Regions from separate parts of the Rattus norvegicus genome. Here region 1 is linked to region 2. A link is a contact called in public Hi-C data. All regions are on one chromosome and are shown on one strand. The core of a region is the stretch at or near the end of the contact, and the rest is flanking DNA. Distances in the headings are between cores, read along the strand shown. Region 1 holds the start of Lsg1 (large 60S subunit nuclear export GTPase 1). Region 2 holds the start of Ppp1r2 (protein phosphatase 1, regulatory (inhibitor) subunit 2).

Region 1 (6,202 bases), core at 835-3,334, 670 kb after region 2:
TCTACACTGTCTGTTGTCCTTGCCTTCATTAAAATGCACAACTCTCTTCATTTCTTTGAGTTAGGGTTATCTTTAACAATGCCAGATGCTCTCTCTAATGTTATTTGTGTGCTTCTCTCTATCTTCCCCCTGGAGATTGTGTTCAGAGATTTATACGGTCATGCTTCTAAGTTGGGAAATGGAGAAGTCCTGTTCTCTTACATCCCTTCTCAGTGTTTTGTGAGCACTGTCTCCTCAAAGCCTTTCCAGCTACCACCAACTTTGTCAATCCTTTGGGAGCTCCACAAAATCCACTCCAGTTAAGCAAGAGTCTAGTGGAGGTAAGGCACACAAAAAGGAAGTGGCAAAGATCAGAAATGGGTGAGCACTGTGGTCCTAGTTCTGCCAGCTGCTAACTTGCTATGGCCGACCTCTAGCTAATCCACTGCAGTATCTTCATCTACACCAGAAAGGAATGGGCTACTCTTGCTACTTGTTACCTGGAAACTTGTTAAACACACACACACAACACACACACACACACACACACACACAGAGAGAGAGAGAGACAGACAGACAGACAGACAGACAGACACATCATAATCACAACTTATGAATCAGTCTGTTAAGCTTATTCCTAGGAAATTTCTGTACACATTAAAGCTAGAAAAGTACCAGACTAGGTGCCTTCCTGATGTTTTTCTTAATTGTTTTAACTGACAAGTAAAAATTGTGTGTATATATGTGTGTGTATTTGTGCATACATATGTATATATGTGTATACATATATGTGCATGTGCATATATATATTTATGTGCCACCTAGTTATATTTTAGCGTTATACATAGATTAATCAAACAAGTTAGCAACAATGACTTCTAAAATACATGTTGACCGAGTCCTCTCAATAATACGGAAGAGTAACAAGACTCATGTTCCATTCCCGACATTGCCTATCTTTGATCTATAGCTGGTCGATTCCTGACACTGCCTATCTTAGATTTATAGCCAGTCGATTCCTGACATTGCCTATCTTTGACCTATAGCCGGTCAATTCCAGACACTGCCTATCTTTGACCTATAGCCGGTCAATTCCAGACACTGCCTATCTTTGATCTATAGCCGGTAAAAACTCCTTCCACGGCTGAGCAGCATGTTACAGTGGTCTCCCCAGTAATGAGAATGTTATTCAGCACCAACTACTATACACTTATTTCTTTTTTAGACAGGGTCTCACTGTGTAGCCCTGACTGTCCTGGAGCTCTCTTTGTGAAGATTCCGTGTCCCAAGTGCTAGGATTAAAGATGTGTGTCACCATGCCAGACTTTTTATATACACATTACGAGGAAAGCTGACGATCGGTTGGGGCACTAAATATCTATTAGTGAAGACAGCTCACTAAAGACAGCTTTAATTTTAATTATAAAAAATGTTGATACAATGCTTAATATCTCTCTCTCTCTCTCTCTCTCTCTCTCTCTCTCTCTCTCTCTCTCTCTCTCTCTCTCTCTCTTCCCTCGCTCTCTTCCTCCCTCTCTACCTCCCTCCCTTCCCCTAAAAGCGCCGGCTTTTGTTCTCAACTTTCAAGTTCTGAAAATGATACCCATTCTAAACTCTCAACCATGTGTGAACTTTTCTCCCCGCTCCGCAACTACAGAATGCTAGGAAAACAAAAACTGAGCTGAAAAACCAGCATCAGGAAACTTCTGCCACCTAGAGCCACAGAAACACCCCTTCACCCGAGGGCCCTCCTCCCGTCGAAAGTGCTGCGAACGTGAGCGGTCATATTTTCCAGTTGGCCCAATTTCCCGCCGGACTTTAAACAGTGACGTACAAGTCTGGAATGTACCATTCTCTTAAGTCGGTCAATCTATCAAAAGGGGAACAGTCGAAGGAGTAGCCATAAGGAATCCTCCCGATCGATTTTTACATTTCTTCTCTATAGTACTGTTAAACTCTGGCTCTACCAAAATCATCCTGAAGCAAGTCATTCAATACCCTGCAGCTTCACTTCGGAACTGTACTACTTAGACTCGCTCTTACGTCACTTCCTGGTTCACAGCCAGGGAAACCGGAAGCCTCACGCGCTGAGAAGTGGTTCGTGCTGCTGATACGCTGTTATGGGCCGGAGAAGAGCGCCGGGTGGTGGGTCACTGGGTCGGGTACTTATCCGGCATCAGACTCAACGAAGCCGCAGTCACCGTCATACTGACTCCTGGGTAAGAACGTCCGTGCTCTCCATATTCTTCCCGTCTCGTTCTGAGAGCCTCCATGCTACAAAAGTTGTAGCTAGAAGTCACGCCTGAACAGGAATTCGAAGCAGACACCGACAAGGCGCAGGGCGCAGAGAGGCTTTAAAACAGAGCTAGTGTGTAATAAAGTAGGAGTGAAAACATGAAGAGCCTTTCATGTTAGAATGTTTCCCTGTGTTTGGCTTTTGCCCTAGATGCCATGGACGCTCTTGGAAATTTCTATAAAGAAAATTACGTGTTATCGTAAAATTTTGAAACAGAGTGTCCGTATGCAGCGAAGAGTGGCCCAGAACTGCCTTCCTCCTGCCTGTGCCTGGAGAGTCCTGGATTTACAAGCCGTGGCTACCACGCTTGGATCTTTAAACTGAGATTTTTAGTTATCCAGAGAATCGATCCAATGGAAGTGATTGGTTCCATCAGAAGAACAAATAAATCCGATCCCTGCTTTCCCTTGTTTTGCCCCCTTGGAGTTTATCTTAAGGAATTGACATTGTCTCTAGAAGCTTAGGAAAGATCGTAGTAGGAGCCTTAAGAAGTAAATGAAATAGAGAAATTAATTCTAGCAGAGTATTTGAGGGCATTCTGAGTCCTCACTAAGGTCTTGTACTGAAGTTGTTTGTCCCTGGTACATGTCCATCACACCGTCCCATTTCCAAACAGATACTGTGAGGAATACACGCATGCTTCTCAGTGTTCAAGTCTGGACATTGATGACTAATCCTCTCACCTGGTTTTGTGGTGACCTATCAATGTACTAACCTTTGGGAAATAGTGGAGAGGTTTAATTTTAATCTAAAGAAATCCCCTAGGAAGCGCAAGGCCCTGGGTTCGGTCCCCAGCTCCGAAAAAAAGAACCAAAAAAAAAAGAAATCCTAACTTGTATCCTGATTTTTGTTAATTCTAAGCTTTCAATCCTTAATTTCGTTTTTAAAAAACTATGTTTGACCCATATAAGCATATAACTTAGGGTGGTGTATATCAAACTCTGGGTTTACAACTATAGGCAAATTATTTTACCTATTTAAACCTGTTTTCTTGATGGTAAAATGAGAACACAATAAAATTCGTTTCAAAAGAGTCAGAAAATAAAATTATAGGATAAAAGGGAAATGCTCTTGCTGAGATAAGAAAGTGTTCATTTAAATATTTGATCTTGGGTTTTTGTACTGCCGGATATCAACACCATTGACAGCAACAGGCAAGTATTTTGCTGAGCTGGGCCCCCCTCTTAGCTAGCGTTAGGTATTGGTAGTATACATTTAGAAGAGTCAACCACCTTGAGAACATAGACCAGTAAAAGCAAAGGTAGAGCCTGTGGATGCCAGGCGCAGGAGAGAGCTGCCTCACTCTTTGCTCTGTTTTATTCGTAGCTGCATACGAGTGAACTCAATGATGGTTATGATTGGGGACGTCTGAATCTTCAGTCAGTGACGGAACAGAGCTCCCTCGAGGACTTTCTTGCAACTGCAGAACTTGCAGGGACGGAGTTCGTGGCTGGTGAGTTGTTTATTACCTGGTGCCTGTGACACTGGCCACACCGCCATCTTGCTCACTTCAAATGAATCCAAAAAGCAGTATGGGGCGGTCCCATGGGTGTAAGGTAAAGTCAACACTGGTTTTTAAATTCACCTCTAAAGAACACTTCAGATGTCAGGCATGGTGGTGCATGCCTTTAATCCCAGCACTCTGGAAGCAGAAGCAGATGGATGGATCCTCTGTGAGTTCCAGACCAGCCAAGGTTACATTACATAGTGAGACCCCGGCTCAAACACAGAACAAATACCACTTCAGATTGTAATTCACCATTGAGTTCAAAACATCCTTGCTGCTGTCTGGAACCTTGTGTTGTAAGTGCGTGCACTCAGTCACTGACAGATACTATTATGTATTTCTCTTACTATTACAGATGTTGTGCTCCTTAGAAAGTCATTCGTTTATTTGTTCCAAATGCCTTTATTTAGAATCAGTTACTCTCATTCATTGTGCTGGCTACTCAGAGAATGTTAAGAGATACATTTTATTCATTTTTAAAAATATTCTTTTATATGTTTTGAAAGAAGTCTAAGAAACAGCAGGCTCCTAGTAGTTTCTGACAAGATTGGGTGATGAGCAGGAGACAACTGTTCAGATTGGTGCACACCTATGATCCCAGCACCTGGGCAGCACTTGCCCTAAGTTTGAGGCAAGCCTGGGCTACAAATAATAAATCCCCAGCCTGGGCTACATAACAAAACCCTATCTCCAAACAAAAGACACAGGCAGGCAGAGGCATCCAGACAGGATGTGAAATGGCAATCTACTTTGTTGAGAAAATTGTCACAAGTTTGGTTGTGCTGGTGCAGGGGACAGGTGTTAATGAGCACAGACACTGAGGGGGTGGGCAAGGGCCATATTCCCAGGAGGAAGAAAGGGAAGGCTAGGTATGGTGACCCATGCCTTTTACCACAGAGTGCAGAAGGCAGAGGTAAGTGAATGTCAGGGAGTTTGAGACTAGCCTGATCTATATAGTGAGGACTTGTCTTTTAAGGGGTTGGGGATAAAGGGTTCTTTATAGGTTTTTAGGCAATTAATGACAGACATAGTTTCAGATTTCATTTTCTGGTAGGTTTTGTTTGAGGGGAGCTTTTGTTTTGATTTGGGGGTTTGGGAGGGGATAGTCATGCTACCCACCTCCTAGCTTTATGAAGTTATGGTACACGATATGTCTTAATATACATACACAGTGTATGGGAGGTGACTTTCAAGCTGACTGATCCATCACTGCACATGGCTCTCTGATGGTGGCAAGGTTATTCACAGTCCACCCTCTTGGTAAATTTCAAATGGACAGCATCCCTTGGTGACATCACCATGTTGGTCATTAACTGTCTAGAACTCCTTCTCAAGCTTCATTGAAGCTTTGCACTCTTTGATGGCCTTTATCCTGTTTCTTCCTTGTGATATTCACTCTCTGCTTCTGTAGGCTCCACCTTCTCAGTTGTGTATACTACTGGGGTCACATTAGCCAATCTCAGCTACTTTGTGGGTTTCTCTTTTTCACACCCTTTAAATCTCTCACCCTGCGGTTTTACCCCCTGTCACTAGATAGGAGAGAAAGAAGGAAGGGGGTGGGGGGGATCCTTAAATCTAATTTCTTATCATTTCTTGTAGCTGCTCTGTGCTACTTTAGTGGTTCCTCTTTTTCTCACTCTTTATCCACCCCCCCCACCTCCCATATCACTAAATAAGAGAGAAAGAAGAGAGAGGAGAGAGATCTGAATCTAATTTCTTCTTTTTTCTTCTTTGAACACAATTACTAACAAACCAAAAGCAATCTTCCTGAATGACCAACAGCCACCAATCCCTATTAGGGCTCTTGAGTTTACCCTTTGAAAAACTTCCAGGATTCCAAACGTCACACAATCACAGAAACGATCTGCAGCTGGCAGAATCACACCTCTGCTAGAACATGAGGCAGATCATAGTCAGCTGCAGGGCCCCAAATCCCCACACCTGGGATTAAAATGAAACCATTCTTATAATATTTCTGCCTTTTTAAAAGAACCCAAAATTCCAGAATTGTCAGTACAGGTCCTGAACTCCTGACCCTCCCGCCTCCATTCCCAAGGGCTGGGATCACAGGCGTGCACCACTGAGCACATTTCCAGGTGCTCGGCGTAGACTTAAGGCTTCATGCTTGCTGGGCAGACACCATTGCGTTTTGACTAATAGTACTTTTCTTTCCTGTGAACAGAGAAGCTTAATATTAAGTTTGTGCCCCCTGAGGCTAGAACTGGACTGCTGTCTTTCGAGGAGAGCCAGAGAATTAAGAGACTCCATGAAGAAAACAGACAGTTCCTGTGTATACCAAGGAGGTAAGTTGAACAAGAGTTCAGATCATTATAAGACAGAATGAGGCTGAATTAAGAGTGGTTAAGAACACTGGCTGCTCTTCTAAGGAACCAGATCCAGCTCGCAGTACCCATGTGGAA
Region 2 (6,113 bases), core at 216-2,715:
ACCAAACAGTATTGTCTGCTAGGCACCGAGGCAGAAGACTCTTATTTGAGTGAGATTACTGCTTAAAAATAGTTGCACTTTGCCTTCCTCTCCCCAGCAAACAAGTTGCTGGGAATCTCCTCCATCTAGGCTTCCTGAGTCAGAGCCCGGGAAGGGAGGAAGTTCTGGCATCGCTGTGGCTGGATAACCCTTTCATGGTATGGGTGGGTATCCCTGTGACAATCTTCTTACCAGACACCTAGCTGTCTAAGGTCCCAGAGGACTGGGGTCGATCCGATGGCAATGGCATTCCCATGTGCCGTAGTCTGCTCTGGCCTGTCATAGGTTTCTGAGAGGTCTGATCAGGACAGAGTAGTGGAACAAACACAACTGTGTGACGGACTTGAAGGCTGAAGGAGGTGGGACAACGAAGTTTCACACCCGAGAAACTTTAAGCAACAGAAAATGTACTGGGGGCTTGAATTCCCAAATTGAGAGCAGGGGACTTGGCTCCCTCTAAGAGCACTGAGAATTTGGATCTGTTGAAAATGGCTCCCCGGACTTTTGATGTCTTGTTGATCCTTGGTTTGTAGGGGCACCACTCCGGTCCTCCAGTGCCACACCGACTTTGCCTTGTGGCCATCATATACTATGGATGGACTGTGTGGAAGTGGTGGCTCTTTTCTGTCCGTCTGCTTCTCCAATGGTAAGAAGAGGTTCTATTATCCCAAGGCAGGCTTTTTTGTGATATCACAAAAATGACTATTCTGTGGCTTCATAATAGATCTTTGAGGACCATTCCAATACTGGTATTCTATGATTTTATAGTAGGAAGTTAAATCGCGAAGGACTGGGTGTGGTGGCACAGACCTTTAGCACTCAGGAGGCAGAGGCAGGTCGATCTCTGTGAGTTCGAAACTAGCTTGGTCTGCATAGAAAGACCTGTCTCAAATAAAAAAAGAAAGAAAAGAAAAGAAAAGAAAAGGAAAAAGAAGATGATTACAAAGATTAAATAGAAACGGGAGCTATATCGTTCAGTCAGCTAACATCTCTTATCTTTGTGGAGTGAGTCACCCGTGAGCCTCAGTTTTCTGTCATAAGACAGAAATAGCAACAAGGTTTCATACGGCGATGGGAGAGTGCTAGGAAGTAGATCTCTAAGGCAGACAGCGGGTCTCTCACTGACACGATTGCTGGGTCAGGACTCAGCTGACCTAACACAGAGGAGGGGCGGGGCGGGCGGGCGGGCGGGAAGGGGCGGGGCAAGAAGGCCGGCTTTGTTCTCGCCCCGCCCCGCTCTAGATATCGCGAGAGGGCGGGCCGGGCTTGGCTTTGGCATCCGCGTCGCTCCCGCGCTGGGCCACTAGGCCGGCCTCCTCCGCGGGCCGCGGGCTGCTTTGCCGGCGGCGAAGGGCCGCCAGCCGCGCGGCGTCAGCTGTGGCGTTGCGGTCATTGTGTCGTGCGGGAGACGCTGGTAGTGGTTTCCGCGACAGCAGGTGCGACTGCTTTAGCCCGGCCTGGGCTCCACGGCTGCCTGGAGGGTCTCTGCAGTGCCCACCCCTTCTCCTCCGGGACCCCACGCCAGCAGCGACCCTGAGCCAGCAGCCGGAGCGACCGGCAATGGCGGCCTCGACGGCCTCGCACCGGCCCATCAAGGGAATCCTGAAGAACAAGACCTCTACGACTTCCTCGGTGGTGGCCTCGGCCGAACAGCCCCGCCGGACCGTCGAAGAGGAGCTGAGGTGAGAGCCGGGAGGCCGGCCTGGAAGCCTCGCCTTCCCGGCTGACAGGCGGCTACGGGGAGCCGGCCTTAGCCTTGCCCCTCCGGCCGCGGGGTGGAGTGGGACCGGAGCCGCCAGAGGCGGTGGCGTTTGTCTCGTTTATTTTCTAAGTACACGCACATTTTAAGCCTGGCTTTTGAACTTCGTGTCCTTCGGAACGCTAAGGAATCAGATTGAAGTTTCAAAGCTTTAACTGTTAAGCTTTTATTATGCCCCTAGCCTAAGCCAAGGTAGCTAAAATTCTAAGGCAAAGGAGTTTCTTTTTTGCCCTTCAATTTCAATCTAGGTTCAGGCTAATGAGATCAACACTTTAAAAAAAACAACCAGAAGCACAAACACATTTATTTCTCCATTAAGCACTTTACTGCGTTCGTCTCTCAGTTCCTGGTCTGTCATTATCTCTGCACTAAATGAAACCAAAATTTTAAAATCAGTCATCTGCATTTAATGGAAAGTTACTGTTGCTAAATATTTTTGTACCTGGAGCTAGAGGTTTGGGTGCTTTCTATCTAGTTTTGGGTCCTGTTTTGCATATCTAAACGCAGTTCTTCAGAGAGAAGCAACTTGAGATATTGACGTAAAGCATTGTGTGTATTAGTAAATACCTGGAAACCGCCCAAGGTCCATTAGTGAGAACTGGTGAAATATTAATTATGGTACATTTGTATAATGGAAAGATATTCCAGCCTGAAAAAACAGAGAGGTGTTCTGGCTACAGAGAAAACTACCCAGGCTTCAGTGCTCAATGAAAATAGTGTGACAGTAGTACAGCGTCTAGGGTATAACTAATTATACCACCGGGTCAGACTCTAAGGGGGCCTCGAATAGTCTAAGTTACTAAAATTATAATAGGAACTCTTGCATTCAGAAACAAGGCTTAAGAAAGATTACTGAAGTCCGTGGAGGTAGCAGTGAGAATGCTGTGAAGTCTTAGACTTTTAGAAGTAGGGCACTCCTATATTAAGGATCTAATTTGGAATTTTTAGAGTAACTAGCTGGAAACAATTTTATGGGAAATTTGGAGAAAACCCCTTTTGTGGATTCAACTTAGAATTGTGTCCCGCAGAGACAGGGAAAGGATTTAGCATTGTCCAGCAACACCACCTCCCCCCATTCTTTGAGTTTGAAGAGAACTGCGTGCCTTCATAGTTTTCCAAGCTGTACTTGGAATAAGCTGCTTTAAAGTGCTTTGACAGGTTGTGGGTCATGGGAAAACTGAATGCCACAGCATAGTAGCAGGAAGTCCAGAAGGCACTCGCTCACCACAGCTTGACTGTCAAGCAGCAGGATAGGTCCTCATTGACTTGTCCAACTATCAAATATCTCAGTTCTCAGCACCCTTAACTCACATCCTCAGATTTGATGCTCTATGATCTAGAGCACTGTTCTATCAGTTAGATCTCTGACTCCCATGCTTGCCCAAGATTTACCCCCCACCCCCCATACCACTAAATGAGACTGACTCCACTAGATAAATTGCTCCTTCTGAAAGAGTTCCTGGCAGGACAGATTCACTTAAAAAGGATTTTATAAGCTAGTTGACCGACTGCCTTGACTGTAGTTGTAGCCCAAGTTCAGCAGGCCCCATCAAACATAGTTCATTGAAGTTCATGATGTGTGTATGGTCCCAACTGGTAAAAGATAAGCTTTTCCATAATCAACTATTGAAAAATGGTAAAACAAAGAAATTATAGCAATAAAACTACATTATTGTATACATATAGTTGCATATACAAGTCCTCGGGTTTGATCCTCAACATGGAAAGGGAAGGGAAAGGAAGACACACACTGTATAAAGTATGTGATGTTCATGTATCAAAAGGTCAATGAAACTCATCCTTTTGTACAAGGAGTTCCGGAATGTATGTTAATAGTTATAACAGAAAAGTCAAAGAACACTTTTAATAATGTGAGAGCCAAAAACAGCAAGCAGGGCCTCGCCATGTTTGGCCCCAGCTGGCAACATGTTCCCTGCGGACAGTTAAAAATTCTCCTACCCCCTGATGTCTTTGAGCATCCACTAAACTCCCTTCAGTAATGATGTTAAGATTATAGAAGGATTCCAATAAGGAAATTCCCAAATAGAAAACCTGTAAATAGGATTTATCTATACAATGTAGTTGCTTCTTTGTTCTCTCTCTCCTGCCTGCTCTTACTGGAGATACTGTCTGTAGTGATTATTTACAGAGAGCTTTCTAAAGGAAAAATTGAAACACTTCCAATCTATCTTCATAGTTCATACTTTCATGCATACTGTTGGTTGTAGTACTTAAACCTGAACGGAGGAGCTGAGGAAGATGGCTCAGAATTCGGTAAAGCACTTGCTGGCCATGTGTGAGGACCTAGGTTTAAATAGAGAACCCATGTAAAACCAGAGGATAGCGTGCACATCTGTAATCCCAGTGGTTACACAGGGTGATGGGAGGCAGAGACAGGAGAATCCTTGAATCCACAGAAGCTTGAGCTTCAGCTCGCCCAGCACATCTGGAAAAAGATAGGATGCAGTCTCAAACAAGGAAGGCAAGGACTTACACCTAGGGTGGTTCTTCCCCACAACCCCATACACACAGGTACAAATTATTTGGAGATGTGTTTGTTTTTAGTGATTTATTGCATTAAAAAATATCTTACTATATAACCCAGGATACCCTTGAAATTGCAGTTCCCCCACCTTGACCTCTAGAGATAAAAAGAAGCAGGCACATGCCAATCTTTAACATATGCTGTTTTCTTCTTCTGATTGCACTGATAATGTCAGGTCCACTGAGTAGTTTTCTCAGATGACATTTGTCAAGTATTAGTTTTAGGGGGTTAATTAAAAATAGATAGACTCAGGGTTGGGGATTTAGCTCAGTGGTAGAACGCTAGGCCCTGGGTTCGGTTCTCAGCTCCGGAAAAAAAAAAAAAAAGGACAAAAAAAAAAAAAAAAAGATAGACTCAAGCTAGGTGTAGTGGTGCATACCTTTAACCCCAGTTTTCAAGAGGCAGAGGCAGGTAGATCTCTGAGTTCAAGGTCAGCCTGGTCTGCAGAGGAAGTTCCAGGACAGCCAGAGCTACCCAGTCTTAAACAAATGAATGAACAAACAAACAAAAGATTCCACAAACCATATTTGGGCAGTTACACATTGCAGCCTGGTGCCCACTCTCAACACTTTCAAAAGCCGTTGTTCTCTCCTATGATTGTGGATTTCTCATGGCTGTTTCAGGATACTGCCCGTGAAATGTACATCCTACGAGGTCATAGCCTAGCATCTTGAGTGATGCATGTGCTGTTCATTGAAAACATCGCCCTTTGCTTCTAAGATTCTAAGATACTGTCACCAGAAAAAGAAAAAAGTTGCAAACTGATTATAAAATGCTATCCATTTTAAGGTATATTTTAGATTTGGAGTGAAAATGTTTGTTTGCAGTTATCAGAAATATGTTAAATGTTACTAAATTCTGTCTTAGAAATTGTAGTTTAGTGCTTAATCTGAATCCTGTCTGTACTACTCACTGATTTTATTAGTCTGGCTGCCAGTGATTTATGTGTGTACCTGTACCGTAGTATAAGTCTTCAACGAGTCAAAATACTGAGCCCAGTACTTTATTCTTAACTGTCTTGTTATACAAAATTTAGACATCTAATTTTTTTATACCTCTCAGGTTAGTTTATATAGTCTACATCAGAGTTTGCTAACCAGATTCTATTATAGTTGTAGATCAGGTAAATTCAACTTTTAAAAATTGTGCTTGAAGCTGGGCATAGTGGTGCACACTTTTAGTCCCGGCATTCCAGAGACAGAGACAGGTGGATCTCTGTGAGTTAGAGGTCAGCCTGGTCTGCAGAGTGAGTTCTAGGACAGCCAGGGGTGTTCCACAGATAATCCAAAAAATTAAAAAAAACAAAAAAACAAAAACTGTGCCTGAGGGAGGACAGTGGCCCTCACATATAATCTCAGCACTTGGGGGGTAAGGAGATATGAACGTTCAGGGTCATCCTTAGCTACATAGCCAGTTCAAGGCCAGTCTGGCTGTGTGACACACACACACACACACACACACACACACACACACACACACACACCCCTCTTCCCAAGATGCTTGAATTCCACTGATATAATTTAAGATACAACTATGCTCTAATATTGTCTCTGTCTGTTCAAGAATGTGGAGTGTTAAAAGTCAAAGCCAATTAAAATAAAAAGGTTATTTCCTAAAAGTTATCATTTGTTTGCTTTATTGTTAAGTTTGGTTTAATTTTAATTGTGATTTCAGACTTCAAAGTCTTGAATCTTTATTTAAAGATTTATTTATTTATCATATACAAGTACACTGCAGCTGTCTTCAGATATACCAGAAGAGGGTTGTAAG

What was found. Hi-C and Micro-C count contacts between places; a contact is called where the count stands out from the background.
Region 1: a contact with region 2 is called in a Hi-C map of hepatocytes, with 2.1 times the contacts expected there. The contact joins the promoter of Lsg1 here to the promoter of Ppp1r2 in region 2. A contact is called at or near these places in 2 of 12 Hi-C or Micro-C datasets (hepatocytes and mammary epithelial cells).

Annotation. Positions count from the first base shown.
Region 1 is chr11:83,646,726-83,652,927 of GRCr8, forward strand. It overlaps Lsg1 (large 60S subunit nuclear export GTPase 1), which reads left to right and starts at 2,085. Exons shown (of 14, transcript NM_001013421.1): 1 at 2,085-2,198; 2 at 3,602-3,728; 3 at 5,965-6,085. The coding sequence starts at 2,100.
Region 2 is chr11:82,976,169-82,982,281 of GRCr8, forward strand. It overlaps Ppp1r2 (protein phosphatase 1, regulatory (inhibitor) subunit 2), which reads left to right and starts at 1,466. Exons shown (of 6, transcript NM_138823.3): 1 at 1,466-1,721. The coding sequence starts at 1,600.